Linked DNA regions of Anser cygnoides: region 2 is linked to region 1. Evidence: chromatin contacts called from public Hi-C data. All regions are on one chromosome and are shown on one strand. Each heading gives the region's core, a stretch centred on a gene start, on an enhancer-like site or on the middle of the called end of the contact. The rest is flanking DNA. Distances are from core to core; before and after follow the strand shown. Region 1 holds the start of CDKN1B (cyclin dependent kinase inhibitor 1B). Region 2 has its middle 34 kb from the start of GPR19.

Evidence for each region. Hi-C and Micro-C count contacts between places; a contact is called where the count stands out from the background.
Region 2: a contact with region 1 is called in a Hi-C map of liver, with 2.0 times the contacts expected there. The contact joins the enhancer-like site here to the promoter of CDKN1B in region 1. A contact is called at or near these places in 2 of 7 Hi-C or Micro-C datasets (both in liver).

Annotation. Positions count from the first base shown.
Region 1 is chr1:71,914,520-71,917,862 of Taihu_goose_T2T_genome, reverse strand. CDKN1B (cyclin dependent kinase inhibitor 1B) reads left to right here and starts at 1,487. Exons shown (of 3, transcript XM_066999806.1): 1 at 1,487-2,477; 2 at 3,102-3,232. The coding sequence starts at 2,003. The coding sequence ends at 3,223. LOC106030870 (a long non-coding RNA gene) reads left to right here. Exons shown (of 5, transcript XR_010832502.1): 5 at 1-1,016.
Region 2 is chr1:71,984,616-71,987,958 of Taihu_goose_T2T_genome, reverse strand. No RefSeq gene overlaps it. Among named protein-coding and RNA genes, the nearest start is that of GPR19, 34 kb to the left of the region's middle. Within about 2 kb of position 1,483, at least 3 of the 3 cell types and tissues checked have open chromatin away from gene starts, as enhancers often do. A contact at or near this core is called in liver, where this site is marked.

The sequences.
Region 1 (3,343 bases), core at 238-2,737:
TTCAACCTTGTGGTTTTAAAACCCATCTCATTTTTATTCTTCTTTTTTGGCTGCGCACATCATTGTTGGAACCGGGGACTGGCCGTACTGAGATCGCTTGGGCGAGGGGGCTGAGCAAGGGCCAGGGGCCTCTGCCTCGGGGCTGATGGAGGCAAGCAGAGTGCTGAGGCCTGGTTTTGAGTGTTGTGAGCTGGTTTTGTTCCCTTTACAATATTTGCGGAGTTAGCTCACTGGCTGGCAAAAGCGACTGCATTGTAGGTTTGGGTGGCCCATCGCAACTGCAGACCCCAACCCAGACGGTGTGTGTGTGTGTCTGGTGTGTGTGAGCACAGCACGGGGCAGAAGCTCACTATCTTCAAGGCCACACCAGTTGACTCTTCTTTCAGCCAGTTGAACCTGGTTGTGCTGGCCCTGGCTCGCTGAGGTAGCTTGCTGCTGGTGCAGCCCCCCAGAACCAGTATCCCAAGGTGGTTGTGTCTGATCTTGCCAGATGGCCTGGCGTGAAGGGTCTCCAGTCCTCCTAGCCACCTGGGCCCTGGGAAAAGCCCAAACCTCCAGCACCTGCAAGCAGCCCCAGTGTCCTGCAACGTGCTGAGGGGGCTGCCCTGCCCGCCGAGGGAAGGTGGCAGTGGGAAGGGGCTACAGCCAAGGATGGGATGGAGGAGGATGCTGCGTTGCTCTTATCTCCAGCGTATCTGCTGCAGCTATCCGAGGAAGCAGCTCAGAAAATCCCTGGCTGCGATTCTTGGCTCGCCTAATCTTCAGAGCACACAAACAGGGCTAAAACGAAGGCTTTCATTTCCTTCCCTCTGCTCGCCAAGGTCTGAAATCCCTGAGGAGGCTTTCTAGGGCCATTTCCACACCTTAATGGTCCTTCCTCTGCCAGGCAGACAGCAAGAGGCGATCCCTCCCTCGCTCCTGGTGGCCGGGGTCCGTGATGGGACAGGGGTCCCGGGAGGTCCTGCTGCTGTCTGTGATGGGACGGGGGTCCCGGGGTGTCCCGGGTCCCGCTCCCGTCTGGGGGCTGCCCTGAACTCCTGACGGGGGGGGGGCGGGGGGTGGGGTGGGGGGGCCGTGGCAAAGCAAAGCTCCGAGCGCTCTGGAGACCGAGCCAAAACGTAGCTAGCTGCCACCATTACTCCAGGCCCAGCGGCCGAGCAACAGCATTTTTCTTTCTTTTTTTTTTTTTGGGTGGGGGGCACAAGTTTCGCCGGGCCTGGGCTTTGCGGGAGGACAGCGGGCTGGGCTGGGCTGGGCTGGGCTGGGCTGCGGTGCACGGAGCCGTGCCGTGCCGGCGGCCTCCATCGCTCCGGCTTCTCCCCGCCCCGCCGAGGGGAGGCAGCGGAGCCGGGGCCACCTTTAGGGCCGGCGGCGGCGGCGAGGTAGGGCCGCGCCGACGGGGCGGTGCCCGGCGCCCTAACCAATGGCTCGGCTCCACTGTTTAAATAGACTCGTCCTGTCAATCATTTTCTCCTTCGTCAACCTCCCTTCAATCGCCATATTGGGCAACCGAGAAAAGGGCTCGTCTCGCCCGGGTTTTTTTTCCCCCCCTCTCGCCCTTTTTTACTACGCGGCCGCGGGGAGAGCGGCGGGGCCGGGCGGCCGTCGGGGGGACAGCGCGGAGCCAGGGCCGCGGAGGGAGGGAGGGACGGACGGAAGGAAGGGAGGGAGGGAGGGAGGGAGGGAGGGCAGCGGCACTCCCTGCCCGCCTGCCTGCTGCACGCTCCCTGCGCGCCCCCTGCGCGCTCCCCGCCCGCCTGCGCGCTCCCCCGCGCGGCTCTCGACCCGCCCGGGCTCCTCGACGGCGGCCGTCGGGGCTGCGGCGCCTGGGGCAGAGCCTCTCCGCCGCTCCTGCGAGGGCGAGCGGGGCGGCGCGGAGAGAGGAGGAGAAGCTGCGAGCGCCGAGAGGTGAAAGGCGGAGAGCAGGAGGAGGAGAAGGAGGAGGAGGAAGGGGGTGCAGCGAGAAAAACAAGCGCCGCCAGAAGAAAGAGGCCGGGGGGAGATGTCAAACGTACGCATTTCTAATGGGAGCCCTACCCTGGAGCGCATGGAAGCCCGGCAGTCGGAGTACCCGAAGCCGTCAGCCTGCAGGAACCTCTTCGGGCCGGTGAACCACGAAGAGTTAAACAGGGACTTGAAGAAGCACCGCAAGGAGATGGAGGAGGCATGCCAGAGGAAGTGGAATTTCGATTTCCAGAATCACAAGCCGCTGGAAGGCAGGTACGAGTGGCAAGCCGTGGAGAAGGGGAGCTCGCCCGAATTCTACTTCAGACCCCCGAGGCTACTCAAAGCTGTCTGCAAGTCCGCCGGCCACCAGAGCCTGGATGTAAACGGGAATTGCCAAACCGTGATTTTTGTCGGTTCTCAGGGAATCTCAGAGCACACTCACTGTGTAGATCAAAAGACTGCTCTTTCTGAAAAGCAGACGGACTTTGCAGAGCAGTGCACTGGGCAGAGGAAAAGACCTGCCACCGACGGTAACGTACCCTTTGGGGCGCTTTTACTTGCGTGCCCTGCCGGTGTCAGCGCCACGCGTGGCCCCACCGCGGGGGGGCTGCGCCCCGCTGGATGCCGGCCCGGGCCCCCCCGCCTCCCGACGCCTCCAAAAGCCCAGGCGCTGTTTGCAGCCCCGGGCTGTGTTTTTTGTTTTGGGGGGGTTGGTGGTGTCCCACGATAGGTGGGAGCCGGCGGCTGGTTTGCGAGCGAAAGCCCCTCCATGGTAATAACGCCCCGTGCCCCCTGGCCGCCCCTCTGTGGGCACGGGGCGAGGAGAGGGGAAGGGGTGGGAGATCGCAGCACCTACGGGAAGCACGGACAGGGATTGGGACAGACCCAGGAAACTCTTGTCCCTTACCTAGAGGAGCACCCCTTCCTCCCCCCCCCCCCCCCCCCCCCCGGCCTCTCCCCCTAACGCAGCCCAATGTTGGCGTCAGGCTGCGGAGATGTGCGGGAGTGACCCCCCTGCCCATCCAGCCCCCCCCCCCCCCTCCTTCCCCCCCCGCCCCTGGCTAGCGAGCAAACATCTAGCAGGAAAATATTTTAATATCAGTGTTCCCCCCTTCCCATCATTCCCCCCTCCGTTTTTAATTTTCCCCTCCTAGATTCCTCTCCTCAAAATAAAAGAGCCAACACAACAGAAGAAGAGGTTTCAGAAGACTCCCCTAGTGCCAGTTCAGTGGAGCAAACACCCAAGAAATCGAGCCCGAGAAGACATCAAACGTAAACCATTTAGGTAGGTTCCCTTTATGGTCTCGGTGTTAGGATGAGGCTGAGGAAAGGAAGGGGTGAGCAAGTGGCCCCCCTGCTGGACCTGGGGGTCTGGGGTCCCTCCGGCATGGCCGGG
Region 2 (3,343 bases), core at 234-2,733, 70 kb before region 1:
GCTACCTGGTGCAAGCAGAGAGGGAGATGGGGGAGTGACTGGTGTTGGAAGTGCACCTGAGGTTGGCGATGCTTGAATAAAGTGGCCCCTGCTTGAATACTACTATGCAGAGGGTTTGGGTCATCTCTGACTCAGATGGTTTCCCGCATACCAAGTTACCAGCACCGCTTTCTGTGGTGCTTGTGTTTTTCTTGATGGTTCCCCATCTAGGGCTCAAGCAATGTTGACCTTGGTTAATTATTCCCAGAGGGAAAATATACACACAGCATCCTCCCACACGAAGCTGTGCTGCCAGATTAATCCCAACCTGCTGCAGGGGTGGAGGAATGGAGCGTGGGGCAGGGAAATCAGCGAGGGCTTTTTGAGCTGGCCAGGCAAGGGGACGGAGGGTGAGCAGGCATGGGGAAGGGACAGCACCAGTCATCATCACTGGAGACCCTTTCTGAGAGGAAAAAAATAATTATTTGAAACAATTCTGTCTTGTGGCTCATCTGCTTGTTAGTGACAGCTCTGTGTGACAAGTCTTGTTACTTGGCTAGGAAGGGAAGCAAAGTCTCATGGAAGGTGGCTGGGTCTGTCTCCTAACAGACCCAGAGTGTTTTCTGAATCTGTGTGTCTAATAGAGACCTCATGTTCTCTTGCCTGGTTTCTCATGGCAGCCTGCTATTCACCCAAAATATTAGCACAATGAGAATTTAATAACTTATTGAATAATTATTACATATTATACAAAATGCTATAATTGTACATATTACATTATTCAGAATTAACATGTTATTTTAGGGCAGCTTCCTTTGCACTCATTCCCCAGTCATACCAGTCTTGGTAAGAGTATAGATGGTAAAAATTAACACATGTTGAAGCAAAATGCTTGATATTTGATGCTTTCTTTACACTTCATACATAAGTGAGGAGAAGGAGGAGGAGGAGGAGGAGGAGGAGGAGGAGGAGAAGGAGGAGGAGAAGGAGGAGGAGAAGAAAAAAGAGAAATAAGGAAAGGCCAACATTTTCCCCCTTTTCAGTTTCCATTTAACTTGAATTGCACGTCTAGTCAGTTCTATGATGAAAGTGCAAACAAACCTCTTAGAGCTGGGGGTGTGTGATTCAAAGAGCTTGGCTAGATAGGTGTGGGGTCTAACTTTTAATCTGCCTTGCTCACCCCTCCAGGACCTTTTTTCAAAAGCTGTTTTTCTGCTCTCTAATATTCTGCCAGTCACAGTTTGTGTTTCCAAACACATGAAAGAACTGTTTCCTATCTCCAGTGGAAAAAAAGAGGAAAAAGGTATTTAAAGTCCAAACTAGACTTTCTTTTAAAGCCCACTACAGGAAAACACAAGCTGCTTCCACGATGGGCACGGTTCAGGTGCCTGTGTGAGCCCGACCCCACGCGGGAAGTGTTAACAAGCCATATGCGCAGGGTTACATTCCCATTTCCAGTCCAGCGCCAGCTCTGCTCACTTGCACAGGGAGGCGAATTGGCGATCCGTGACAGCACACCAGCAGGGCATGATGTCACGGGCCCTGCTCTCTAGCCACCCCTCGCACAGCCGGCGGAGCCCCATTGCGTGGAGTTAATCATTGACATGAAAGCCTTGCCTCGGCCCTGACACAGGAGGGGGCCCGGGGTGGAGGCAGGACCCGTGAGCTGCAGCACTGGACATTTTTGGCTCTTGCTGAGCCATTGAAGCCTTCGGGAGGTGCCTGGCACCACTGGGAGAGGGCTCGTGGATGGGAATTGGATGCCAGCTCTGTGTTTGGAGGTGCTGTTTTATGTGTAGCAGCTCCCCACCACCACTCGTCTAATCTCTATTACATATCTACAGACAAAACAGCTACTTGGCATTGCATTGCGGATGTCTGCAACTTTTGCCAGGACGTTGAACACGGGCCAAGAACTTGGGTGGAGACAGGAGCCAGAAGGTCATCTGGGGTTGCTGTTCTTTGTTAGAGCTAAATAACGTTGTGAATGTATTAAGTCCTTTTCCATGCACTGATTTTATTTTTTTTTCAATGCCTTCAGTATGATTTTTTTTTCTGGGCTGGATTCATGTATAAATATGCAAAGCAGAACAGTCTGCTCATTTGCACTTAGCATGAAATCCTGATATTATTCTTATTACATTTTTTCAGGAAAATGAACTGAAATACTGTAACAGTCTGCTCCGTGAGAACAAGACCTTGGGTTCTTTGTCACTTCCTCTCTTTCAGACACTGATCAGATGCTCATCTTCACAAAACTATCCAACGATTTCATCATTGTTCCCTAAGAGGAGCAGTTTAAAAAAAAATAAAAGATGCTGGAAGTGGGCTGAAGCAAATTGTGGCATCTGGAATTGCAAATCTGCTGCTGGATTCTGTAGTGCTGCTGAGCAGTAGTCCTCGTCGTGCTGCCAGAGTTGGCTGGGACTGAAAAATTGCGCGAATGAGATCTGCATTTAATACAGCTGATATTTTTATATGAGGTCAGTGGCTACATGGATGCATCTACCTGTAAGATCGTGAAGTTTCTGCGTACATTATTAAGCCTTTAGTGTGGATCTCCTTCATCAAACAGGCTGCTGATGAAAGGAACAGTCCAAGTGATGGTTCTTCTCTTGTTAGACTATATCAAATACAGTTATGACTATAGTTATAACTATAGTTATAGACTTACATAGGGACAGTAAATAATGTGGCCTAAAGACAATCATGTTACAGTTTTCATTTTGGCACCATGGCAAGTGCATGTCTGGGTGAACACGTGGAGTTCAGGGATTCATGGCAAAATCTCTTCCTCCTTTTTTTTTTTAAATTTAAATTTAAATTTAAATTTAAATTTTTATATTTATATTTATATTTATATTTATATTTATATTTATATTTATATTTATATTTATATTTATATTTATATTTATATTTATATTTATATTTATATTTATATTTATATTTAATTTTTATTTTTATTTTTATTTTTATTTTATTTATTTATTTTTTTGAATATTCTTATGACTAGGAACACACACTGGACATTGAAGTCTACTCATCCCTGGCTTCACTGCTTGGGGTGAGACAGTCGTGGGAGGAGTGTTGTTGCAGTTGACAGGGTGGATCTTTGGTGTGAAGTCCCTCTTGCAGGAAGAGCTTCTCATCACTTTACTAAACAACAGGCAACGGGTGTGTTATGTGTCACCCAGCTGCTGCTCTGGTTCATTCCTGGAGTAGGATTGCTTTGTGTAGAGTAAAAACATACTTGTATGTAAGATGCAAATACCCATGCATCTCTATATATTTGTATACAGATATACGGATGCATGAACACAATAAAGAATAATCATAATAAATAATTAATTAAATAATACATATA